2 separate regions of the Mus musculus genome follow, and region 2 is linked to region 1. A link is a contact called in public promoter capture Hi-C data. All regions are on one chromosome and are shown on one strand. The core of a region is the stretch at or near the end of the contact, and the rest is flanking DNA. Distances in the headings are between cores, read along the strand shown. Region 1 holds the start of Slc22a17 (solute carrier family 22 (organic cation transporter), member 17). Region 2 holds the start of Nynrin (NYN domain and retroviral integrase containing).

The links. Promoter capture Hi-C pulls out the DNA fragments that hold promoters and counts their contacts.
Region 2: a promoter capture Hi-C map of liver shows a contact between it and region 1, with 2.2 times the contacts expected there. The contact joins the promoter of Nynrin here to the promoter of Slc22a17 in region 1. A contact is called at or near these places in 3 of 39 promoter capture datasets (cranial neural crest, liver and pre-B cells).

The regions. Positions count from the first base shown.
Region 1 is chr14:54,909,346-54,917,175 of GRCm38.p6, forward strand. Slc22a17 (solute carrier family 22 (organic cation transporter), member 17) reads right to left here and starts at 3,787. Exons shown (of 10, transcript NM_001360406.1): 1 at 3,522-3,787; 2 at 2,897-3,388; 3 at 2,704-2,807; 4 at 326-480. The coding sequence starts at 3,163. Efs (embryonal Fyn-associated substrate) reads right to left here. Exons shown (of 6, transcript NM_010112.4): 6 at 7,198-7,830. The coding sequence ends at 7,753.
Region 2 is chr14:55,849,826-55,857,655 of GRCm38.p6, forward strand. It overlaps Nynrin (NYN domain and retroviral integrase containing), which reads left to right and starts at 4,290. Exons shown (of 8, transcript NM_001040072.1): 1 at 4,290-4,601. The coding sequence starts at 4,404.

The DNA of each region.
Region 1 (7,830 bases), core at 2,537-5,036:
TCACACTTGTACTCACAACCTTCCTGCCACAGTCTCCCAAGTACTGGAATTACAGCCTTATGCCACCATATATGGCCAATACTTCATTTTCTAAAAACGAGGCTCTATTCTCTTGACAAAAGTAAGGCCAGGTTAGGATTTTAAACATAACAGCCAGTGGGAGGACTGTGTGAGCAGTAGGACCCCCTGCCTAGACCCTTTAAAAGGCCTGGACATCTGGACAGCTGAAATCTGGGACCTAGGGGCAGCAGAAATTGTCTGGAGGTGCAGAAAGGAAGGCATGAGACCCAGGGCAGAGAGGGATCTCTGGCAGGGTGCCACTTACGCATCAGGTAGACACCAAGGTCAACACCAGCTAGCAGGAAGCCCAGGAGAAACCGAAGAGCCATAATGCCTGTAGAGGAGCCTGCAGCAGCTCCTCCCACTCCACAGGGACCCACAAGCCCCAAGGTCAGCAGCACAATCCCACGACGGCCAAACCTGGAAAATAGGGAGGGCTGCTGGCCACCAAGGCTCCCTGATGGAGGAGGGACTAGGTGGAGCCTAGCTGCCTACTTCAAAGCTGATGTATGAGGGTAAGATGCAGGGAGCAAGAGTACTGAAGCTATAAAAGATGGGTGTGGTGACATACACCTTTGATCCCAGCACTTGGGAGGCAGAGGCAGGAAGATCTGTGTGACTTCAAGGCCACCCTCAGGAGTCCCAGGGCAGCCAAGACCTTATCATATACAGACCTTATCTAAAACTGAAGAGAGAGAAAGAGAAAGAGAGAAAGAAAAAGATGGCAGGTGATAGGGATGGGGCCATACATGCATGAAGTCTGACTACCGGGCAATGGGCTCTAGCTATGGTTTTATAGGAGAGGGTCATGACTTTTGGGGACAGGGCTATCTGTCAGAGAGATTAGGACATTTATCCATGGGGGTAAGATCAACCATGAGGGGGGAGACTGAGATCCTGTCTAAGGAATTTGCTTTCATACTTGTTGGTAGAAGCTGTCAGGAGAGGGGATAGATGTTGTCTTGCTCAGATTGCCCAGGTCAGTCAGAGGTGCTGGGTGTCAGGGATCTATGCAGAGGACTCCTGATCTGGGAGGTAACCAGTGGCTGCTTGTACATGTAGATACTATGTATCCATCAGTGAATGGGGCTGAGACCACTGTTCATAAAGCTGTGGCTTAGGGCTATAATTAAACATATGGGTAGGCAGTGGGATGAGTCACTGGTCAGGAGAGGAGCTACTGATTCAAGGGAATGGGTCTACTGATCTATGGGATTAGAATCCTTATTTTTGGAGAATTGATCTTTAGTGGTGGAACAACGGAAGGTCTTAGTATAGGCTGGTGGGTGCCAATGGGGACAAGTAGGTTAATCTATGAGAAGAGACATTAGGGATGGGGAGATGAGACTGACAATGTGGGGCACTGGTGGCTGATGATGGTCACTGATCCCAAGCCAGCAAGGACAGGACTACAGGGCTACTAAGCTACTCACTGCTGGGAGGTGAGTAACGGGTAGATGAAGACAGACAAGGTCAGTGGTACTTGGGAAGGAGCAGGGAGCACCTATACCTTGGAATAAGGCAATTAGTGAAGGCTATTTTTCATGAGGACGAGCTGATTGGATTAATGTGGTCAAGGCTTCTGACTGTACGAGACTAAATTACCCGTCACTGGGAACTGGCTCCATAGGAATGAGGCTACTGAAGCTGGGGGGTGGGAGGGTGGGGGTGCGAACTCTTTTCTGTGGGTTTAGGAGCACTGGCCCACAGGTGTAGGTGGTTACTAAGCAGTGAGGATGGCTATTGGATTTCAGGAACCTGACCACTATTTTGAAGTATTAACCTGGTGAATCACTTAGGCAGGACTGTAAATCTCATGTCAGTCGTCCTGGCTTTCAGAAGCAGAGGCAACATGGATTTGGATCTACCCAGAGGGTTACTAGTTAGCCGGATGAACCGCTGCTCTTTGGATGAGATACCACCGATCTATGGATATGGGAGTTTGGGTCCAAGAGGATCTGAAAGCTCTGGCCAGCCATGAAGATTGTTGGCTTGTGAGGCTCTCCTGGAGTCAGAGATCCACAGGGCAGAGGCAGTGGGGGGCGGGCATGGAAGTGTGAGTTACTCAGAGAGTTATCTAGCAGAGATAATTGACAACTGTAGGGGCTGGAGCCCTGGTCAGAGATGGTGTGTGTGTGTGTGTGATCCGTTTGTGAAGTTAACTTATTGGTCAATGGGAATGAAGCTGGTTATATTTGGGGATTAACATTAAGTTTTAGTAATGTGGCTACTGAGATGAGCTAACAGTCGTTAGTAGGTTATTAGCCAGTGAAGATGAATCTGGGATTGTAAGGGCAACGAGAGGGAGATGGAACATGTAATGTGGAGGCCAGGTTTTTGTTGAAGAATCGATTAACGTTTGAGATGAAGCCTCTCCACTGTCTCATGGATACAGATCTTCTGATAGTGACTGGGTCACGAGTGTGTGGTCATTTCCTTGTGTGGAAGTGGGTATAGAATGTGTATTTCTTGATGGGGCGAGGAAACAGTAGTTACACAGGAGTCCAGAGGAGGCTGCCGAGGATAGACAACGGGACCATCCGCGTCCTCTTGCAAACCCAGCAGCTCAGGGTTTGTTCAAACCCTAGCTCTGTCTGCAACCCTTCTTTTTTCTATCTGCCCTACCCCCCACAACATCCTCACCTGTCCGCGGGGTAACCGAGGAACAGGTAGCCGGAGGCAAAGCCCAAGATGAAGAGGATCTGCTCCAGGATCACCTGCCAGCCCAGGTCACACACCAGATCCCACTGGGGACGTGAGAGTGGTGCAGTCGCATGAGGCAGGGTCCTCGATGCCCTGGCCCGCTCCCACTCCAGGTCCCGCCCGGCCGCCTCACCTGGCCGATGGCATTGGTGGTGAGCACGGGCAGTCCGTTATAGTCCCAGTCCTTCAGGCAGTGGTTGAAGTCTGGTGGGGCGAAGCCACTGCACGAGGGGTCCGTACTGGTGACGACTCCGCTGGCGGCGCTGGCTGCTAGGGCCGCGCCGGCGACACTGACGCCGCTGGAGTTGGGGGGCTGCTCCCAGCCCGAAGCGTTGGGGGGCAAGGCGCCGTAGTGGCAGTGCAGCGGGGGCGCCAGCGTGAAGATGGGGTCTGAGGCCATGCCCAGCGCCACGAAAAGCACGGGCAGGCAGCACAGGCCGAGCTGCAGCTGCTGGCCGCCACCCAGGGCCCCCACCTGGGCGAGCAGAGCCTCGAAGCTGAGGGGTCCCGGGGGCGCGGCCAGCGACAGGCTGCTGCCCAGCGCGTCGCCCTCCCCCTCCCGCCGGCGCTCCCGCTCACCCTGCAGCTGCTCGGGGGGGACCGCATCTCCGAGGCTCCCGACCTGCTGCGGCGAGGGGTGGGGGAGAGAAGGTGAGGCGGGGGAGGCCGCGGGCACGCGGGGACCGCGGGTGGGAGGCCGGGCGCGCAGCACGGGCGGGGAAAGGTCGCCCGAGGCCCCCCGGGGCGCAGACACTTACTCCATTGGAGCCGGGGGCGATCTCCACGGCGCTGTCGATTTTGTTGCCGCCCCCGCCATTGGGCTCGGGGGTCCCGGTGGCTACTCGGGGAGCCAGCTTGCCGACCGCTGGGGCCCTATGGGCCGCGCCGAGAGAATGAGCTGCTGTCTGGCTGGGCTAGGTGCGGAGAGCTAGGACGCAGAGGGCCGGGAGACCCCGCTCTGCAGCTCTGCAGCCGCGGGCGCCTCCTCCGTCTCTACGGTCTCTGCGCTGCTTTCCCCTCCCCTTCCTCCAGACTCTCCTCCCCTTCCCACGTCAGCAGAACCTGGGTCCAGACTGTTCGTCAGAGATAAAGGGGGGCCAAGGCCCCCCGTTGAAGGATGGGCTGGGGTCTCCATCGTTTGTTTCTTGGGAGCTGCAGGCCATTGCGGTTTAAAAAAAAAAAGTGAAGGATATAGCGGGGACAAGCGCCTGAGATGCCTCCTTATTCCAGTTCTTCCCTGTCACTCGTTCATCCTTCCATTCTCCACCCTTTCACATTAATTTTATCGATACAATTTAGTAAGTGCCTACTGTATCCCAGGCAGTGTGCGAAGGATTAAAGGATGGACAAAATGCCCTTAGAGGTGGTTTCTAGGGGAGTGTGGTTTATGCAGATGGACGAATCCGTTGGCACCCTGCTTCTGCTCTTTAGCTTCCATTCTCTTCAGGGGAACAAGTCTCTGCGTTTCCCCACACCGAACTCGGTTGGATCACCATTTTCCAGCAACGTTTGGCACTGCTGACCACCTTCTAACCTTCCTCCCTTGACTGCCAAGTCTCACCTTGTGGCTTTTTTCTCCTGTCCATTTTCTCCATGGCAGTCACATGTTCCTTCTCCTGTTCAGCGTTATGTGTACCTTACCATCTCATGCCTTTACCTCCGCACTATTTGTATTAGACACCGTCGACCCAGACAAGACACAACTGCTTCCTGTTCCCACCTCTTCTTAGAGTCCCAAGTCGGTGAAGCAACCTCTTGGGAGCCCACATAAGCGTGAATGTCTCATAGAGGCCTCAAGAGAACAATCATGCAACACCCTCTCCATTAATCTGGGTATCTTCGAATGCTTCCCTCTTTGAAACAACGGTGCCTTCACCATCCACCGATGGTGAGGTCCGATGTTCGGTGTGTGCCCTTGGAATGCCTTCATCTCATGTCAAGACCCTTATAAAACTCTTCCTACTCTGCTACTCCACAGTCCTCTCACTCAGGGTGGACTGACTGGTGTGCAGAGGCCACTCTGCTTCTCTCCATGTTACTTGTGATGCAGATGGATCCATCTTTTTTTTTTATAATGCAGATGTTTCATTTTTTTAAAAATGTATTACTGTGCAAGTACATGATGCGTGTGTGTAGGTATGCAGGCCATGCTGTGTTTGTTGGAGGTCAGAGGCTAACTTGACAGTTCCTGTCTTCCATCTTTTCAAGGGTTCTGGAGAAAAGAGTGATTTCCAGGCCTGTATGGTGAACCACCTTGTCAGAACTCCAAATGAAGGTCTGATTTGGTCTCTTTCTTGCTCAACTGCCTTCAATAACTTCTCTTTCCAAGAAAAATACTCTAGACAATGCCACACCTGGGCCGACATGCCAGGTCACATGATCTCTACATGCCTGGTCACATGCTCTCTGTAGCCACATTCCACCCTCCCCACACTCTTCACTCCGACCACCTGGCTGGCCCTCTTTATTTTCCCAGCATCCGAGGGCCTTTGCAGGAGCTGGTTCCTAGGCCAAAGGCTTCTCCTGTAAGGTTCTTTCAACCTTTGGCTGTCAGTTCAAGCATCTTTGCCTCAGAGAAATCTTTCCTGAGCCCAACTTGCTATTCAAAGTGTGACTGATGGCCCCACCGCATCCGTACCACTTGAGAGGTTGCTAAAAAATGCACGAATCTTGGCCTCATCCAGACCCTTGAACCATAATTTTCAACTAGATACCCAGACATATATAGGTATTAGAACTAGGTACTTTCATGGGTATTCCTCTTAGGAATGTAGTACTTGGTAGGTATTTCACCCTCAACCCCAGGTAAACCGAGGAAGGAGTACCAAGCCTCAGGAATCTTTCATTTCTCCTATGAATGCCATGGAAGTCCGAGCCAGACTCACTGCTCCGTTACTTCCTCTGTTCAGAAAATTTCCAAATACAGTTCTTCTCTAATGCAAGTGCCCTCAGAACCCCCGACCCCACCCCACCCTACCCCCGTGTCTCTTTGTCTCTTTCAGAATTACTGTCTCTTATAGCCTGAACTCCCTGGAACTAGTTGGTCTCCATCCTTCTCTTTATCCTGGAATATTTCCGTAACTTTTTTGCTTCATGAGACATGGTCTCACTATGTTGACCAGGCACAAAAATCCACCTGTCTCTGCTTCCAAGGGCTGGGATTGAAGATGTGTGGTAGCCCAGCTTACGAATTCTTTAGTTTAAGCATTTTCTTGCTTTCAAAAGCCCTGTAAGACCATTCTGATCACTCTCATGCTAAAGCTAAAGACAAGAGTGACTGGAGTGTCTTACATGCAGAGAAGAACTGACACATCTACTATCTGAACTGAAGACTCCAAGTTAAGGGTTCATTCTGGAAAGCTTATCCAGAAGACAGGAATGCCCTTCAATGTCTAGGGGTGAATTTGTTGGCCCCCGAATCTGAAAATGTTTTCCTTCAGGTACGATTAGAAAGGTGCTCAATCTTATTTTTTTTTCCAAGACAGGATTTCTCTGTGTAGCCCTGGCTGTCCTGAAACTCACCCTGTAGACCAGGCTGGCCTCGAACTTAGAAATCCGCCTGCCTCTACCTCCCGAGTGCTGGGATTAAAGGCGTGCGCCACCAGCACCCAGCTAGGTGCTCAATCTTGAAGAGGCAAAAAGCATAGGGGTGCCAAGATCCAAAGTTTACGACTGAAACTTGACGTTCCCTGGTGCTATTAAGCCAGGGTCTTGGGGAAACAAAACCAAAGTGGTGGTTACCTTCTTGCCGTTAATGGCTAGACTGAACATCATTTAAGCCACGGGCTGTCATCTCAGCAATGTCCCGAGGACTTCTAACCTGTTGCATTCATCTGCACTCTCAGCTTCTAAAAGTGACAGGAGTCTGGGAAAGGGTCCCTGAACAGCCAGCAGCGAGCGGCCTTTTGCTTGGCTACAGGTGGCCTGAGAGGGGGAACGATGGACCAAGGTTAGCTTTCTGGTTGGGATGCTCTTGAAAGAGGTACCTTTGAGGCTGTTGTGGTTAAATCCTCCACATCTGCAGTTATTTAATGACATTGTGTGACAACGAAGTCTGCAAACACTAGCCTCGGACCCTTCTTGGTTCTTTTGTCCCATGGCATGATCTCCCAGCCTTCCTGACCAAGACTCCTTCTCCAGCTGCTCCCTTCCCCTAGTCCCGTCATGTCACCCACTGAGTCCCATCACCAGCAACTTATTTGAGATAGGGTCTCACAATGTAGCCCAGGCTAGCCTCTAACTCACAGATCCAGATCCACCCACCTCTGCCTCCCAAGTGCTAGAATGTCAGGTATGCAACATGACACCTGGCTAGCTTTTTAAAAAGATGCACTCACAATAATTGACTTGCTGTCTATCCTGGTTTTGCTGAAAGAGTATACTCACTAGGTTCCTTTGGCCCATCGCAGGAACTGAAGACAAGACTATCGAATAGGTCTTTGGAGCAAAATTACAGTATGTGTCTCACAGGAATGGGGAAGGGTGCCAGGCCTCGTCCCCTCAAGCTTTCAAGAAGCAGAGTCAGGAACCATACGGCAGCGTTTATTGAGGTGCATGCCATGCCTGTCTGTGGCCGGCTCTCCTGACTTGTGAGGGGAGAAGCTCTCTGGTGTTTCTCAGACTATTACATTGTCATCTTCAGCCAAGAAACAGGACAGAGGCTCTGTGTGGCACCAAGTTTCAGCCACCTGATTTTCTGTGTTCCAAACTCCCCAAGGCAGAAGGCAGTCCAGCGACCTCCACACAGGATAACGAGGAGAATCCAGTCCCTCCCTACCCCAGATGGCCTGATGCCTGCCTGGACAAAGCAAGAAATATTAAATATAAATAATTTATACAAAATGGCTCATACAAAAGGCAGTAGATATGGGGAAAGAGAGACCTCGGTGAGTGGCTAAAATGACCGAAAGAGATGAACCTCTAGCCGTCCTCAACACGGAGTGCAGGGCTCTGGTAGGCAGGGGAGGGGAAGGCTGGACGAACAGGCCCTCAGGGGAGCAGACCATCGAGTAGGGTGGTAAAGCGTAGGGCCTGCCCTGCAAGCTCTGCCACGCATCGCGCCATCTC
Region 2 (7,830 bases), core at 3,040-5,539, 940 kb after region 1:
ACTTAGTTTACTAAGGACCCCCTGAGTGAACCACGTGGAGCTGGGATCGATGCAAAAAGCAAGAGGAATTTATTGTTCCAGTGCACTGGGGTTGTCCCAGACCGTGAACCCCAGCACCCATTTGGCGAGTTTTTATATGGTTTTCGGGGGCTGAATAGAGCATCAGCAACTAGGCACAATATGATTGGCAGAACAGTGCGCCCTTTAAACTGATTGGTCTTTAGGGAATGAGGTGACAAGGACTTCCCATGGCTGAAGGTGGGCAATGCTCTGTCCAGCTGAATGTGTCCCCACCCACACACAGGTCAGTTCCCACCCTGTGGCCTGGGGAATCTTAATTAGCCTCTCCCTTCCGGAGAGTTCCAAAGTTCCTGAGCTGATCTGATCTTTTCGCTGATTTGTCAAGTGGTCATGTGCAAAGTGATGAAGAGAAGTTTTGGATATTCTGACAGAAAAGATCAAAATTGCCCCGAGGAACTAGACACCCCTAATCAGCAGGAAGTAGTCTAAGGATATCAATGCCCACTCTCTCCTCTAACCTTCGTTCTCTCCTACCTAGTGTTGGGGAGTTGGAAGGCTGGAATGGGGTGGAGAAGGGTGGTTAAAAAAGAATCTACAAAGTAGTAAAAGTCTGGTTACAGTTGTAAGCCACCATGTGGGTGCTAGGTAGGAACTGAACTGGGTCCTCTGCCAAGAACAACATGTGTTCTTAACCACTGAGCCATCTCTCCAGCTGTTTGTCTTTAATTTAGCATAAAATAGTTGAACACACACACAAACACACACACACATTAGCTTAAAAAGTACCACCAACACCTTAGAACCCAGAAAAACTTGTACCTTGAACTCCTGGTTTTCCTGCCTCTACCTCCCAAGTGGTGGGTTACCGACTGACAGGAGTCACTGCCTGGCAAGACCCCTCTGTAAACCATCTTCAGCCACCTCTTCTGAGAACACCATGTTTCCCACCTACGTACTGAGCACTGTGGGAAACCACCCTATGTAGTGATCTAGAAGCTGGTCCCTTGACTCTTGCCTCCTTCGGTCTGTTTAGACTCTGACATCTCTGTACATCTCCAGAAAGCCACTTCTACTCTAATGTGAGCCACCCGTAAATGAAAGCTGCTTAGAGAATACAGTGAAGTCCAGGAGATGCTGGCCTCTTAGACATTGTCACAGAAAGGTCCCAGGCAGGGCTATCTGGTTCACAAAGCTCCCCACCCCATCCCCGGGGACTCAGATGGGTGTGGACCTGGGATAGGTATTTGAATGACAGAACTGCCTCTCCCTCCGAAGCGTTGGAATGATAAGAACCTATCATCCATCAAGCTCCCTGGGCAGGGCCCTTAATCCGCATGATCTTTTGACTTGGAGGCCTCTCATTCCTCCTGCAAGTGACTCCTGGTGGGGCTTCTGCTTAGACACTTATCCGATGTTTACTTCTTCTGTAGCCAGGACCCTTCTACTCAAGGTAGATTTGTGCCAGATTAAAAAAGAACCTACAAAGTAGTAAAAGTCTGGTTACAGTTGTAAGCCACCATGTGGGTGCTAGGAACTGAACCTGGATCCTCTGCCAAGAGCCTGTGCCAGGTTTAAAGCAAGCACCTTTCAACCTAATGTTGTAAGTAAAGAACTAATGAATGTAGGCCAGGCAAGGTGGCAGATACCTTTAATCCCAGTATTCACTTGAGAGACAGAGGCAGAGAATCTCTGAATTTGAGGTCAGCCTAGTTTACAGAGCGAGTTCCAGGACAGCCAGGGTTACACAGAGAAACCCTGTCTCAAAACCTCCACTCCCGTTCTCCCCCTCAAAGTCGACGAATGTAGTTGAGCTGGAACTGGGAGGATACACGGATCAAAGTTTGTTAAGAGAAGATGGGTATGTTGGTGCATGCAAGTAATCACAGTCTCCGGGAGACAGAGACAAGAGGATTGCTTCTACTTCAAGGCCAGTTCGAATGATGTAGTGAATTCTAGGGCAGTCTGAGTCATATAGGACCCATTCCAACAAGCAAATAGATACCCAAGTCAAAGCTGTACCCAAGAGCCTGGCTTCTAGCAGATAAATACCTGTTGAAATTGTTGAATAAACTTGACTCAGTGAATACATTAGCAGAGGGGACACCTGAGCTCTGACCAAGGGATTTACTGACTTGTTTGAGGGTTCGTAGGCTCATTCCTGACAAAGGGTGATAGCCAGCTTTTTGGCCAAATCCACTTTCTCCACGTGGTTGGGTTAGCAGGTGGTAAGGGCTGAGTCCAGGAGGAGAGAATTTCTAGGGTAGAGAATCTCTAGGACACATTGGCTTGAGCTGAGATGGGGAGGAAGACAAGATCTGGGAAAGGAGACTGACTACCAGTTAGCAAGTGTCGCAGTACACTGTACACAGCTACGCTGGTATGTAATTCATTGCCTGAATTATGTAAGTTTACCTGTGAGAGCTGATGTCCATCCTGGGCCTTGGACTATTACCCCCATGTCTGTGAGCTAAAGCAACCAAGCACAAAAGTTTAAATAAGTTGCTTTAAAAGGATCTGTTTATGAAGTGTCTTATGCATGGCTTCTTTCTGCCCTCTGCATGGCCTCTTTGAACATAGGATTAAACCTGGGGCTTCTCCCTGACATCTTTAGCCCTGGCAGAAAGAATTTAGCATCACTAACAGAAGGGGTGGGGAGAGGCTGTGTGGCTCCCTTGCTCCTGGAAGGGAAACTGAGGCACACCCTTCCATCCTCTTCTGAGTCAGGGCCTCTGGGCTCAGCCTTCTGCAAACCCGGAGTTTCTGATGTGCCCTGCCAAGCCTGCCTTTTGATAGTACAATTAAAGGCAGGGAAAGTGGAGAGAAGTGGGGTCACTCAGACAGCCTCTGACTTCAAAGCCTTCTGGAGGGGCAGGGTTGAAGAACTCGTTACCCAGAACCCCACAGACCCACCTTTTATTTCTCTGAATTCCATTCCAGGGATGAGACCTTGTAAAGGTGGGGCTTGACCATCCAGTCTAGTCTGGCAGTAACCTGAATCTTTTCCCCCTGGGCCCCTTCTGCACAGCGTGCACCTCCCCACTGGCCTGCATACATACACACATCGGTGGCTCTGTAACACCGATGTCCTAGGAAAGGACTCAGTTTAAAAAAAAAAATAGCTGTCCTTTGTTCCCGTGGGTCAGGTCATACTTGTGTCTGTCAGACTGTGACTCTTGGTTTGTTTGGAAAGTAAGGTTCTCTCGAGGCCCCAGCTGCAGACTGTGCCTTCCCAGTGCCAGGCTACTTCAGGCTACAAGACCACATAAAGTGTTCTTTGTACTGAGCATGTCTCCAAGGCAGCTCGGGTTTTGAGAGTGTCCCCAGCCCAGGGCTAGTCTTGGACCACTGATGCCAACCATATGGCTGTGGATAAGGATGATTGGAGACCCTACCTCCCACTGGCTCCTCACACTCTAACTCACACTTGCTAAAAAAAGGGGTTCTCCTAAACAACCCGAGCCTGAAAACTCTGGCAGCTAACCCCCTGCCCCTCCAGCCCTGGGGGGCTTCCGCAGGGCCTGGGCCTAGAGCCAGTTCCAGGCGGTCCCCAGACTAGAGTGGGGGTGGGGGTCAGAGCTGTAACCCTTTACGTCCTGCTTGGTCTCCAGCCCATAGTTTCTACAGGCCCTAGCCTCTGTGGTCTCTCCACCCCATTTTCCCTTAACCCTTTCCTGCCACAAAGAGATGGGTGTAGTAAAGGGTTTTCAAGGGAAGTCCAGACGACCAAGGATCATGTGTGTGTGTGTGTGTGATGTGTTTGTGTGTGTGCGTGTGGTGTGTATGTGGTGTGTGTGCGCGTGTGGTGTGTATGTGGTGTGTGTGTGTGTAGAACACTGCTTGGAATCTAAAACCAGGGTCTCAGAGATCAACTCTTCAATCCTTCCTTTTCCTTCCTTCGAGGAAGGAACTTTGACCCCTGAACACAAAACTTGGGTGGAAGGCAGTTGCTTCCAAGACCCTGTTTGGCCCTCTCCCTCCCGCCCAGCCTCCTCTCCTTCCCTCCCTCAGTCTCCAGCGCCCCTTTAAGCCATCCAGCAGCTCAGGCGAGTTTATCCAGGGGGCCTGGCTTCGAGGTCGAAGGGGAGGAGGGGGTGGTGGTTGAGGGGGAGGAAGGGCGGCGGGAATCCGCTCGGTCCCACCCCTAGCTACAACCCTTAGCAGGAAGGGTTTGTCTCCCGTGCTGCGGCGGAAAGGGACGGAGCTGGGAGGGCGGGCGCGGAGCGCTGGCGGGTGGGTCGCAGAACCCACAGCAGGGAGGCGGTGGCGGGGGGCGCGCCTCAAGGAGGGGAGGCGTGGCTTAGGCTGCAGGGCTAGGTGGCTGGGGGCCTCGGTGCTGGGACCCGTGACACTTCTCACGCTTTCCAGGGGCCGGAGGGACAGCCATGCTTTTGTCGGGGGGTAAACCCCCAGCGCAGGAATGGTTCATGGTGCAGACAAAATCGAAGCCCCGGGTACACCGGCAGCGGCTGCAAGTCCAGCGCATCTTCAGGGTCAAGGTGACCGCTTTCCAGAGCCGTCCTGACACCCCTTACTTTTGGCTGCAGCTGGAGGGGCCCCGGGAAAATACGGGCAAAGCCAAGGTAAACAGCTTCGTTTTGTTCTTTCCTTTCCCTCCTAGTCAGATCCTCTCCCTCTCTCCTGAACAGTCAAGAGTCCCCAGAGGTGTTGAGCTTGTCCTGCTGTTTGGCTTGCAGGGTCTGGGCCTCCCTCCCTCCAGATCTGCGGGGCCCCTGCTCTGTCCCTCTGCTTCCTTCTTTCCCTTCTGCCCCACCCCTCTCTTACATGTCACTTCTGTCCTTTAAGTGTGCTGAGAGAACCTCTGCTGAGAGTCTCTTTCTACCAGCCTTCTCTGGTCAGAAACAGGCCCAGATTTTCCATCTTGGGATCAGTTTAAGGGCCTGCATTTTTGTGGCCTCTGCAACATATGTCTTTGTTCTCACCAAGACACTGGAAGGCCTCCGTTCTTTCTGTCTGCTTAAATCCTGGGCGGTTTCTCTGAGTACTGGGACCAGAGGAGGGCCCTAGAGACACTTGTAGAGTGGCGTTGGCAGTTTATAGACGAAGCAGTAGGACTCAGAGAGAGAGAGAGAGAGAGAGAGAGAGAGAGAGGGTGAGGGTCTGCCTCAGTCATCAGAGTCAGGAAGGAGTAGGTTGGTGGAGGTTGTAGAACCTAGGACCCTGCCGGCAGAGTAGGATGCATCTGTTCTGGAAGGCAGTGCCTTGGGATGCCAGGGAATCATGGACGTTGAGATGAAAGGGCCTGCTGTATGGAGCTGGATATTGGAGAGGCCAGGTTGCAGCTTGTCCCTTTTACGCTCATCTTGGCTTCTCTGCCTGGGCTCCTCCCTCTGGTTCAGTCACACCCAAGGGCCCCCTACTCCCTCAGATTCCCTTATCTTCTCCAGTAGGAATGCTCTGGACTCCCTTCTCTCGGATACAAGCTAGTCTTTAACCCTTTGGCTGAAGCTCTACCCACATCTCAGTTGGTCAGGGCCTAGGTAGGGGAGGCCCGGAACACAGCCAGCAGAAGGAAGGGGAGGCTGGGAAATTTCTCCCTAAACACGCCCATTAAGCTGCTGCATCAGCACTTTTCCAGTTCTGACAGAGGTGCTGGGGGAGGGGAGAGGTGTCTGCCCAGAGAACAGATGTGCAGGGCCCCTTAGTTTCAGAGGCTGGTGTAGGATAAGCTAAGAAGAGGCTTTTGGGTTCTTTATGTTCTTAATTTTTTTCCGTTACTGTTAAAGTACCACAGCTCAGCCTTCATGGAGAACTAATCAGCTGACCAGGGCCTCCCTAAAGATGGAGACTGAACCCAGGGCCTGTGCATACCACAGAGGCCCTCTGCCACTGAGCCACTTACTCCCCCTGGGCCCCTGAAGAGCACTGCTTGAGATGCTCCACTTTGTGTTTCTTGTTTAAACTTCAAGTCAGCTTCAAGCTTGTCAGCATCACAGCCTCTTTGGGCTATAGTTTTTTACCCCTGAGTTTCTCACTCCAAGCCCTGCTAAGTGGATCCAGGGGCTCTGTCAGTTTCCTCTTGTGTCCCTCTTTGCCCCAGAGAGAGGCATTGTTGAAGGTGGGAACAGCTTGCAGGGATTCTGGGTAACTTCCTTTCTTGGTGGGGACAGAAGGAAGAAAAGGAGGGGGAGGGGGTGAGGGCAAGGGACAGTGGAATGTGGGGAGGATAAGGTCTGGATTTGACACGTTTCCATATCATAGCCCAAATAGAGAAGCATAGTTTGAAGAGGCCCTGGTCTAATAATTCAGCCATCTTGAAACTTTTTTTCCTCATTTGTGAAACAATGTAATAACACTCTTCTCATGTAAGAATTGTGAGGGCCAACTGAAAGAATGCCTGCTCAAATACTTTGGCAAAACATAAAGAACAACACGGGGCAGAAGTTAGGTGCTGCTGTTAGTAACTAGCTTTATAAGGGACCAAGTCTTTCTCCCTAGCTTGATGTCTTGTAAGCTGAAGGGCTTTGATGACCTGCTATGTGAGCCTTTCCTATTATGAGGATGCCTTGTCAGGAGGATGCAGTGTGGCCGACTCCAATCGTAGCTCTAGGGACCTGGAGTTTTGCCTTCTGGTTGTTGCCTTCCATACATCTCTTGGGAGAGATGGAGGAAGAACCGTGAGGTTGTTTGTTCTGGTCTCTGTGGAAGAAGGGTCAGGAAAGATGCAGGCTCACCTAAAGTAGAATCCAGTATGTTTTTATATTATTTGTGCTTGCTTTTTGAAAACAAAAAAAAATCAAAAAACAAAACTCTGTTAAACTTGTGTTTTAAAGTTCTTATGCAGTGGCAGGATTTCGGAAATATCAGAAATGGTGCTGTGTATCACATCCCAGGTAGGAAAACAAATCCGGGGGAAACTGGCTCCCCTGAGGCGAAATTACCAAGTGGAGAGGGGAGTTGAACAGTGGCTCAGTGAGCCCCACATTGAACCTGGCATCCCTTCTGCCCCATTCTGCATAAAGGACTATGAGGATGGGTTGAGTGTCACCAGACAGGACAGGCAACTTGGTTACTTCTCTTGTTTTTGGAGAAGATGGATATAGGTGATGGGGAATCTGAAGACAGCGGTAGTGGAGGTGGCTTCTGGAGTCTCTGCTGTGAGATGGAAGTTGGCATGTCAATGGCACTCAGTGAGCAGGGCCGTGGAAATTGATTGTGGTCAGGTGTGTGCTGGGTTTGGCTCTCACAAACTCATTGTTAGAATTTTAGGAACTTTGCAAGCTACTGGAGAGCTATCTATTTACAGCCACCGTGAGAATATTTACACCGCAGACGTTGGCAAGTGCTCTAAATCAGGGTTGTACACCTTCCCTGTGAGCTGATTAGGAAATGTTTGCCTACAAATCTGTGTCGTCACTGAGAACCTAATCTCTTTTTGTTTAAATATAAATTTAAAATTATTATTATTATTACTATTTTAATTTAAATTTTTATTTGTTGTTTTCGGGACAGAGTTTCTCTGTGTAACCTTGGCTGTCCTGGAACATGTGTAATTTCTTTTTCCTGTTACTGCACGTGAGGGGTTAGCTCCCTCACACCAACACTCCCTCTTCCTTTCCAACATGTTTGGTCTCAGTTCTCTAAACCTATCTTTAGGGTTTGCTCCATCATGCCTCTACACTCATCATCCAGGTAGGACATACTCTGGGGCCTTTGTTTTCTTTTTGCTTTTATGGTTTAACCAAGGTTAAAACTCCTTTCTAAATTGCTTGCCTTTCTATGTAGAGATTGCCGATGCTTAAACCTTCTCCTAGCTCCTCACAGCATTCCTTTCCCTGAGGAAAACCATTA